Linked DNA regions of Hordeum vulgare: region 2 is linked to region 1. A link is a contact called in public Hi-C data. All regions are on one chromosome and are shown on one strand. Each heading gives the region's core, a stretch centred on a gene start, on an enhancer-like site or on the middle of the called end of the contact. The rest is flanking DNA. Distances are from core to core; before and after follow the strand shown.

Evidence for each region. Hi-C and Micro-C count contacts between places; a contact is called where the count stands out from the background.
Region 2: a Hi-C map of leaf shows a contact between it and region 1, with 4 times the contacts expected there. The contact joins the enhancer-like site here to the promoter of LOC123398024 in region 1. A contact is called at or near these places in 2 of 6 Hi-C or Micro-C datasets (both in leaf).

Annotation. Positions count from the first base shown.
Region 1 is chr5H:420,423,138-420,428,281 of MorexV3_pseudomolecules_assembly, reverse strand. LOC123398024 (endoglucanase 22-like) reads left to right here and starts at 2,978. Exons shown (of 4, transcript XM_045092537.1): 1 at 2,978-3,799; 2 at 3,998-4,198; 3 at 4,292-4,546. The coding sequence starts at 3,326.
Region 2 is chr5H:420,493,889-420,499,032 of MorexV3_pseudomolecules_assembly, reverse strand. No RefSeq gene overlaps it. Among protein-coding and RNA genes, the nearest start is that of LOC123398024, 71 kb to the right of the region's middle. Within about 2 kb of position 3,127, at least 2 of the 3 cell types and tissues checked have open chromatin away from gene starts, as enhancers often do. A contact at or near this core is called in leaf, where this site is marked.

The sequences.
Region 1 (5,144 bases), core at 1,729-4,228:
GTTCTAGATAACTTGAAGTTAATTTAATTCAAATATGCCAACTGTGTGCGTAACCGTGAATGTCTCTTTCGTGAGTTCCTTCTCCGATTGAGGACACGGTGGGGTTATTTCTGACGTAGGTAGGTGTTCAGGATCATTCATTTGATCAACCGTAGTTCACGTCCGCTATGCGTAGATCTTCCCCCTCTTATTCCTTGTACTCGTAAGTTTAGCCAGCAAATATATGCTTAGTCGCTGCTCCAACCTCACAACTTAACCATGTCTCACCCATTAAGCGTTGCTAGTCTTGATACCTTTGGAAATGAGATTGCTGAGTCCCCTGTGGCTCATAGATTACTACAACACCAGTTGTAGGTACAGGTAATGGTTACTTGACGCTAGCGCGTTGATTGTTCATTTGGAGTTGCTTCTTCTTCTTCTTCATCATCGATCTAGGATGGGTTTCAGGCCGGCAGCCTGGGATAGCAAGGATGAACGTCGTTCTTTTTTTCTCGTTTGTTTTCGTTCGTAGTCGGATCCTGCTCTTCTTCATGATGATTATGTATTGTACTGTTGTGACTCTGATGTAGCTTGTGGCGAGTGTAAGCCATTTCTATACATATAAAACTCTTCTTTTCAGTACATGTACTTGTAACGATATCCATTCTTGCGACACGACGAGATGCGCTTCTATCCCTGACGAAGCCTTCGTGTCAAATTGAGGATAGGGTCACATCTTGGACGTGACATTACACTTGCTACAAAATTGTTGTTACTGTTACCACTGCTATCAATATTATCATATTACTGTGCTACTGATAAATTGTTGCAAGGAAGTGACTTCTCAGGTGTGGTTGAATTGACAACTCGACTGTTAAGGCTTAAAAATATTTCTCTGGCTTCCTTGTGTCGAATCAAGAAATTGGGTCATCAAGATTATTTTCTGTCGCTGTTGTCGAGGAACATGGCTCTATTTATTAAGTTCACTTGGTAGTTCAATTTCTGCTGTAATTTATATTCATTATAAAGAATCTGAAAGACTCTAAGACCAATATCATTTCCTCCAAGACGAGGAGAGGCAAGAAACTGGCAACTAGCTCTACGATTGATTCACCTATTGTCCTTGACGGTTGTTGTCGCCACCCTCTCCTATGCCCCGGTCTTCTTGACATCGAGCTCACTGTTGAATCGTACTCATGCGGGCGAGTCATCTAGAGTAGCAACCGCTTCGTCGGGTCCGTGTGCAAGCCTAAAGTAATGACGCCGCCCTCTCCTATTATTATGATGATGTCCTTGGTTTAGGCGACGATGAGTACAGTTATCTTGTATGTATGATATTACTGTTTAGAAGTTGTCACATTATGCTATTATTAATTTAAATTTATATTTGATATGATTTTTTATTAAAAATATTGTATAAATTTTTTTGAGGACAACAGTTATACTGAAATTGTTAGCTGCGAAACGTTCCCTAAGAATATAATAGGAAGCAAAAGTACCGTTTTGAGCTCGAGTTTGGATGAAGAGTAAAGTAAGAAGAAAATGAAAAAACGATCATGAGATCACATGGAAGGTGTGGGGAAAAAAATCAGTGCTCTAAAATGCTTTCAAATGTTCTAATTATCCACACTATGAGAGGACAAAAGTGACCACACCTCTGAAACAGAAATCTCGCGCAGTTGGTCGCTGAAACTAGCTAATCATGGACATGTGGTTATCACCATCTCGCGTAGTACTACGCGATGGTTAATGGGCTCTGTCTCCGTCGCACCGATCGGCAATGATCACCCTCCCCCGACGTGTCACGCTAAACCCGGCAAAACTCCGCGACTGGCCACAGTGCTTTGAAAGCGCCCGGGAAAAATGGGAAGCGCGGGGCTCAGCACGTAGGCGGTCGCAAGAACGTGCTTGCCAAATGCTGTCCAGACCGCGCAAAGGTTCCGCGCCGACGACACGTAACGAGCGGCGCCGGCGGGCGGCCGGCGAACCGAGTCAATTAGGCGGGCCGTAGAAACCATCATGCGTGTGCGATGGATCGCCGTGATTATTGCGCCCAGATCCGGTGGGGGGCGTGAGTGGGTCGAGACCAGGACGTGCATGGTCGCCGGCGACCGGCGGATCGGCGGGCACGTAGTGACATCCCGCAGTTCGCGAGAGCGCCGTCGGCATCGAGGCGCGTCCACGCCGCGCGATGTCACCTTCGGTTTGCTTGCTTGCTTGCCAGTTCGATTCCCGCCATGGCTGGTGGATACCGACACGTGCACGTCCTGATTAATAGTGGCTTCTGTTCCATACGCCATTTCTCGTCCGCATCTGCTCGTCGGCGCTCGAGCGGAGCACCCTCGCTCCGTCGGTCGCGCCATGCATTGCCAGCCAATGCGCACTCTTTTTTTTTTTTTACCGGAGCTTCGTACGCGTATACCGTGGTCACCACGCACGCCGAGAGCCCAGCTCATCCGATCTGTCCGTGGCCGCGGCCATCCGGCACGCACGCGCCGCGCCGCCCCGCCCATGCCAGGCCGCACCGTCTGTCATGCCCTACCAACGTACTACCGACGTTTGTTTATCATGGCCTCGGCTGCGCCATTGAATGAAGCCCGGTGGGCGTTGGGTACGCGTGGCCTGCCGGTAACAAGAGCGTAGCGTGGGCTCGGAGCACGCCCTGTTTCACTCGATGCCTGTCTGCCTGCCCCTGCACGGCCGGTCAATAATCCCCTCCCCCACTTCGCCAGTCAGTATTAATGTCGCTCACCCACAATCAAGCCGCCGGAGCGGTGATCAGGTCCGTCCAACCACTGACCCTCCCTCCCATCTCCATTCCCCACACCCACCGGGTCGCGCTCCGTGCCGCGCCCCGCCGAGGCCGAGGCCGTGGCCGAGCGCTCTACGCTAGGCAGCGCGCGGGCACCGGCGAAGCGTCTCGTCAGTCGTCACCCATTTGGCCGCGCGCGGGAGCGCGCCGCGGACACGTAAACCAGCGCACAGGCCGCGCGCGTACGTGTCGCGTGGGGTACGCCAACGCCGTATAGACGGCGGCGGTGGTACGTACGTGCGCGGGCCCCGCCCGTCATTTCTCGCGCACCTGGAAAGACTTTGACACTCACTGGCTCGCTTGCTTGCGTGCTTACACGCGCATAATAGCGTCAGTTGCATACACCCCAGCCCGGATCAGGGAGTCAGACGCTTTCAAAGATATAGATAAAGGGAAAGAGAAAGGGTCGCCACTGGAAACCGGGGCAGGAAGCAAACACTCCGGCTGAGCACAAGGGCCTTGATCGCGGGCTTTGCTTTGGGAAGCGTGTGACCGACGCGCTGCCGTGCGTCGGCGCGCGCGCGCTTGCGCGCCATGAGCCGGGGCCGCATCCGGCGGGCAGCTGGTAGCCCCGTGGTCGCCGCGGTGGTGCTCCTGCAGGCGGCCGTCCTGGCACTGTCCCTCGGCTGCGATGGCGCCGCGGTGACCACCGACGCGGAGGCGGAGCCGGACTACCGGGAGGCGCTGTCCAAGAGCCTGCTCTACTTCGAGGCGCAGCGCTCCGGGCGGCTGCCGTACAACCAGCGCGTGAGGTGGCGGGGGCATTCGGGGATCACCGACGGGCTGCAGCAGGGCGTGGACCTGGTGGGCGGGTACTACGACGCCGGCGACCACGTCAAGTTCGGCCTGCCCATGGCCTTCACCGTCACCATGCTCTCCTGGGGCGCCATCGAGTTCGGCGACGACATCGCCGCCGCCGGCGAGTGGCAACACACGCTGGAGGCCATCAAGTGGGGCACCGACTACTTCATCAAGGCGCACACCGAGCCCTTCGTCTACTGGGCCGAGGTACCAACGCACGCACGAACGTCGCCCATTTTCCTTTCTTTCTGTTTTTGTTTTACCGCCACGACGGCCGGCGTCCGATCGCCCGCGCGACCGCTTCGAGGCGACACGGGAAAAGCGGATGCCCGAGGCGACTGCCATTAATTTACTGCTGCGATGCGAATGATGGCGGGCGGATGTCTGACGAGACGGGCCCCGCAGGTGGGGGACGGCGACACGGACCACTACTGCTGGCAGCGGCCGGAGGACATGACGACGTCGCGGAAGGCGTACCGGGTGGACAAGGAGAACCCCGGCTCCGACCTCGTCGCCGAGACCGCCGCGGCGCTCGCCGCCGCCTCCATCGTCTTCCGCGCCTCCAACCCGCATTACTCCGACATCCTCCTCCACCACGCGAAACAGGTAAGTACGTCCTCTACGTGCTTATAATAACTCATCACCAGCACGGGACAAGGTAGCTAGCTGTATGCTATGTTCTGACTGCGACCGGTGCAGCTGTTCGAGTTCGGGGACAGGTACAGGGGCAACTACGACAGCAGCATCGCGGAGGTGCGGAGCTTCTACGCGTCGGTGAGCGGGTACCGGGACGAGCTGCTGTGGGCGGCCTTCTGGCTGCACCGGGCAACGGGGAAGGAGGAGTTCCTCCGCTACGCCGTCGACAAGGCCGACTGCTTCGGCGGCGTCGGATGGGCCATGACCGAGTTCAGCTGGGACGTCAAGTATGCCGGCCTCCAGGTCCTCGCCTCCAAGGTACATACTTGTTCCACTATTGTCACGAACTCCCTCCTTCCGCAGATTAACATAAAAACGTTTAAATCACTAGTTTAATAAGTAGTAATTTATAAACGTTTTTTATATTATTAGATTACTAGTTTAGTAAGCTACGTAGAAGAATTTGCTTTCAGAAATAAGTACGTAGTACGAAATTTGCACATCAACATCTTCAATTCCTCCGGCACTGGATGACCCCTCCATGGCTGATCAGTAAATTAAGTTGGTGCTGGTGGTTGAGCCGTGCTACCATGGCCGGGCTAGCCCTATGACCGTGCATGTTCCCCTCCTCGCTGAAACCAGTACGCCTAGACACGAACAGTCCCGCGCTGCCAAGTAGGAGTATTCGCAACAGTACACTTTTTTTCCCCACTCCCACGACGACAAACACTATACGGTTGTTGCTTAAGAAAGGGGAATAAATGTCTCACATGGCTTATACACTTTCTTGCTCCCCGAAAGAAGCCATGTAGGATCCACACCTCCGTACCATGCCTAGCTCGAGCAGGCATTAGGCGCGCTCAGATGCAAAAATCAAACCTGTTCATACACTCCACTACCTACTTGGCAACCTGCG
Region 2 (5,144 bases), core at 1,878-4,377, 71 kb before region 1:
TTGTATAAAGTGTGCCATTTTTGAAAATCTTTCCACGATAATAAATATGCTATCCCTCCCCTTCTTTGTTCGAGGTAAACGTAAAACAAAGATCATAGATATATCCTCCCAAGGAATACTAGATACAAGCAAAGACATATATAAACCATGAGGATTGAGTCATGACTTAGCTTTTTGACATGTCGTGTAGCGAGCTCTAGTAATTGGTCTCGTATGTATATCAGCTGGGGTTGTAGGTGTAACAATGATATTGATGTCTTCAACAAGACGTATCAGTTTGTTTTCCAAAGATCTTTGCTAATGGCTTCTTTTGGTTCTGTTTCTTTAAGCAAAAACCTCTTTGTGTCTGGCACTATGGCATTATATGTTAGTATGCTAGATTATCCTGGAGATGATATCCTAAGATATGCTAGGGGATGATGTTTGGAGTGTGCCTTTTGGTTGGGGATGGAGATGCCTGATGGTGCATACCTCTCTTGTGGTCTTTGCGGGTGTTGGTAGGTAGTGGTCCTTGCTAGCTCCCTTGGATCACGATTCGTTTTATATTTCCTGTTATGTTCTACTCCTTCCGTTTCTAAATATAAGTCTTTAAAAAGGTTTCATTAATGGACTACATACGGATATATATAGACATACTTTAGAGTGTAGATTCATTAATTTTGCTCCGTATGTAGACCCCTAGTAAAATATCTTAAAAGACTTATATTTAGGAACGAAGGGAGTAGTAGCTATGTAAATATATTGTGGTTTCGTGTGTGATGGGAATAGTAGAGGAAGCTCCATTTATAAAAGGTGTAATATGTGCCATAATCAATTAGAAATGCTCAAACTATAGTCAATATAATATGTATCATAATCAACTAGAAATACCCAAAAATAGGCTATAGCCTGTAAAAAAATGTTAGGCTTTGAATATTTGAATACACACTTCCCAAATCCAGGTGCAGAAGACAAAATACTCTCATTCCATACATCAGGTGTAGTTCAAACTTCACACCTAAGCCACTCAAAAGATTAGCTAGAACCATTACAAACACAACACAAAGGGTCCTATCCAAAACAAATCATAATTGACGTGTCTTGACAAACACCGATTACATCACAGAGAAACAACTTCAATATAACTTCCCTTGCCGACACACGAACCACACTTGAATGCCTAAATAGAGACGACAAGTGGGTCATAGGACTCGGTCGGTTCCGAGAAGCAATCGCCTAGGGCTCACTCGCAACAGCGTACACATAGGCCATAAAGGTCAACCCGAACCAACAACAAGCACCGGAGATCCACAACACAAAACCTCCAAGCCATATCTAGGATGCTCCCAACAGAGGAATAACCAAATCTAGACTTTTACCCAGAGAGAACAACCGAAGCTAGACTTTCACCGAGAGACAACAACCCAAGCGAGGAGGAGAATAAGACGCACCTCTGTGACACCACCAAGGAGGGGAACGACACCCTGTCGTCACCGCCAACACCAACTGAAGATGGGCATGATTTTCATGTGCGACCACCAAAGAGGGGAACGACACCCCGTCGTCACCACCAACACCAACTGAAGATGGCCATGATTTTCATGTGCAATGTCGCACACCTCCAACCCTTCCTATCAGATTGGGGCAACAGTGCCCATGTTGGATCACTCCACCGCCTACGCCACAACACCTCACCATCTTAACCATAACAGTACACGAACACCCCGCACTACCAAGGGCACACGACCCATCTTCCATCTCCTGCACTGCCGGGAAACCGAACCTCCGTACCTTCCTCCACCTCCACTCCTCCAGCACGACCAAGGGCCGCGAACACCACATCTAGGCGGACAACCCTGCAACAACCACGACCATGAGACCTAGATCGGTATCAGATCTGGTTTACGCCGGCGCCTCCATGAGGACACCACACCTCATGCTATCCACCATAGCAATTCCCGTCCGCCACTCGCTGAACACCTGCTTGCTGAGCATCGCTGCCTTCATGGCCTAGTCGCGACAGCCGGGCGGTGGCCATGGGATCACGGGGAAGGAGCGTTTGCTGGCCTTAGCTAGGTTTGCTTCTCCGAAGTCGCCCACGCGAGCGGCTTGGGACGAAGTGGGGAACCTTGTGTGGGGTTCTGGCCAGAAATTTGTTTGGGGGTGATCTGCGCCGGCACGCCGGCCAAACTTTCGGTCGGCTGCGTGCGGGTCGTAGGATCCACCAAACCCCGCGCGTCTGCACCGTTGGATCCGCATGCAACATTTTTCTTCCTATGCAGCAAATTTTTGATGCGATGCAGCAATTTTTTCAACGGTTGCAACAAAAAACAAAATTTATAGCAAAAAAATATCTACGTGATCGTAGCAAAAAAACAAAGCTGATGGTACGTGGTAGCAAAAGTCAAACGCCGGTTGTAGCAAATATTTACGTGACGTGTATGCAACTTTTTTAGTGAACGGTTGCAACAAAACATGATGCCGGTTGTAGCAAAAAATAATACGGTTGTAGCAAAAGTAAAAAAACATCGATTGTAACAAAAATCCCACGAACTGGAGTTGCAACAAAACGTATATGTAGTTTTTTTTACTGGGACAAAAAAATAATAAAAAAATATTTACAGCAAAAATAACGCTGATTGCAACAAATTTAAATAAAAAATGTTGCATCCATTAATCAACGAAACGTGTGAGTGGGAAAAATGTTGCAAAGCCCGCGCGCGAGGGACGGCCGACGCGTCGGTTCGGCCGGCGCGCGGGTGGGAAACGATTCCCAATTTGTTTTGTCAATCCTTAGCAAGTTAGCACGTCCACACCTGCATCTTTCTTTTATATAGTCATCATTTGATGGGTGAAATGAAACATCAATCGTCGACTTTTGCTTAAGAGTTGTCAAATTCTAATCTTTTGACAGCAGTTCGCCGTTTGGATTTTGTATGTCACAAACTGATTCATTTTAATCGCTACACTTTCACGGTCTTCTGTATCAGAAACCGCAGTTACCATTTTGTCGGTTTGGTCGATCGGTCAGCAACTAGCACACCCTGTTTCTTGCTGAGGGACAGCGACTCGCTAACGCATGATCCTGGGCTCTGAAAGAAAATGACTTGTGACCTAACTGTCAGCTGATGGTGGAACACATCGCGTCACCTTTATCTAGCTAGCATGCGAATTTGTCACCGCTGGAACTGTGTATGATCTACACGTAGAGTTGATAATTGCCTTCCATGCAGATCAATCATGCATGGTGAGCATGGACGTCTAGTCGTCTACCTATTGCCACCGTAACTAGCTAAGGCGAGCTTGACGGAAAGATGATTTTTTAATAAACCAACAAAATATACTTAAACAAAAGTGCATAGTTGGGGTTTTGGTCAAAGTCAAACACCATCAGATAAAACCTGCGTGGCCGCGTGAAAGGCTGAAAGCAGCTGGTTACATGTGGTATAACCAAAAGATTGCTTGTGTTTATTATTGACCTGTATTGTGTCGAAATAACAAGTTGAAGAACGATTACTCCTACCTTTCTAGATTGCGAAAGTGGCGCACTACATGTAGTGAAGGAAAAACTCTCAGATTGCGACATGTGGCACGCATGTCTTTTTTTTTTTGTAGATCCGTATTTTAAAATATTTTATTTCTTAAACCGTGCGTTCAAATCTTGAACTGTTTTCACCGTTGGGTTTCTCACGCCGATATCTTCAAAACTAGATCTTATGTTAATAGGTTTTGACAAACTTTTTTCACGAAAAAAACCAGCTAAAAAAATCGGCGTTTTTTCCTTTCTGAGAGGCACGGCCGTGCCTCTCGAGGAAAAAACAGAGAGCAGAAAACGTGTTTTTTCCCTTTCCGAAAGGCACGGCCGTGCCTCTCGCGGAAACAAAATCGTGCCTCTCGAGGAAAAAGCAGAGAGCAGAAAACGTGTTTTTCCCTTTCCGAGAGGCACGGCCGTGCCTCTCGCGATAGCAAAACCGTGTCTCTCGCAGAAATAGAGAGAAAGAGAGAGAGAGAGAGAGAGAGAGAGAGAGAGAGAGCAGAAAACGCGTTTTTCTCCTTTGCGAGAGGCACGATCATGCCTCTCGTGATAGCAAAACCGTGTCTCTCGCGGAAACAAAACCGTGCCTCTCACGAAAAAAAGAGAAAGCAAAAAACACATTTTTTTTCCTTTCCGAGAGGCATGATCGTGCCTCTCGCGGAAGTAAAATCGTGCCTCTCACAGAATTTTTTTTTCAAAAAACACGTTCTTTCATTTTTCGAGAGGCACGGCCGTACGGAAAAAAACCATTTTAATAGTCGAAAACACGTGTGAAAAAATAAAAAAATAAAATACAAAGAGAACACTCAGAACGCGACATGTGACGACGGCTGAGAACGCGTCAAGTGATGACGCGCAGAAGTGATAGTTGGAAGGCTACCGAAAGAATGCTCGCTAACTAGTTGCTCCCGCATTATATCAGTGTATATTTTTACCAATTGGCATCTGGGCCAATACTCGCAGACCTACATAAGCGAAGCGTGGGTTAGTTGATCGTTTGGCCATTTATGTCCAAATTCCCCTAGGCCGAGCGATAGGCGGGGTAAACCCACGTGGCTTCGGACGGCTACGCATGCTCCAACTCCCAAATTCCTCCTCCCCTGCAAAGGCGGCCGCCGGTTCAGCAATTAACGACCAAACTGATCATGAGAAGTACTCCCTCCGTTCCTAAATATAAGTCTTTTAAGCGATTTCACTAGATGTCTACATACGGAGCAAAATGATTGAATATACACTCTAAACTATGTCTATATATATCCGTATGTAGTCCACTAGTGCAATCTCTACAAAGACTTATATTTAAGAACAGAGGGAGTAAATTCGTATCTTCTCAACCAGAAAAGGAAAACCACCCCAGTCCTATTGGTTGATGAGTGATGCCTAAGGCTCTGTTTGGTTCCAAATAAGTCACCAACTTATAAGTTAAAAAGTGTAAAAAATGACTTATTTTATCAAACAGGTCCAACTTATAAGTCACCCCAACTTATAAGTCATAAGTTGCTCCACCCCAACTTAAAACTTATAAGTCACCTACTTTTGGATGGGTCCCACCACTTTTTCAGCCAGCCCACAGCCCATCCCACCCGTGACCACCGCGCACCTCACGCACCGTGCACCCCACGCCTCCCCA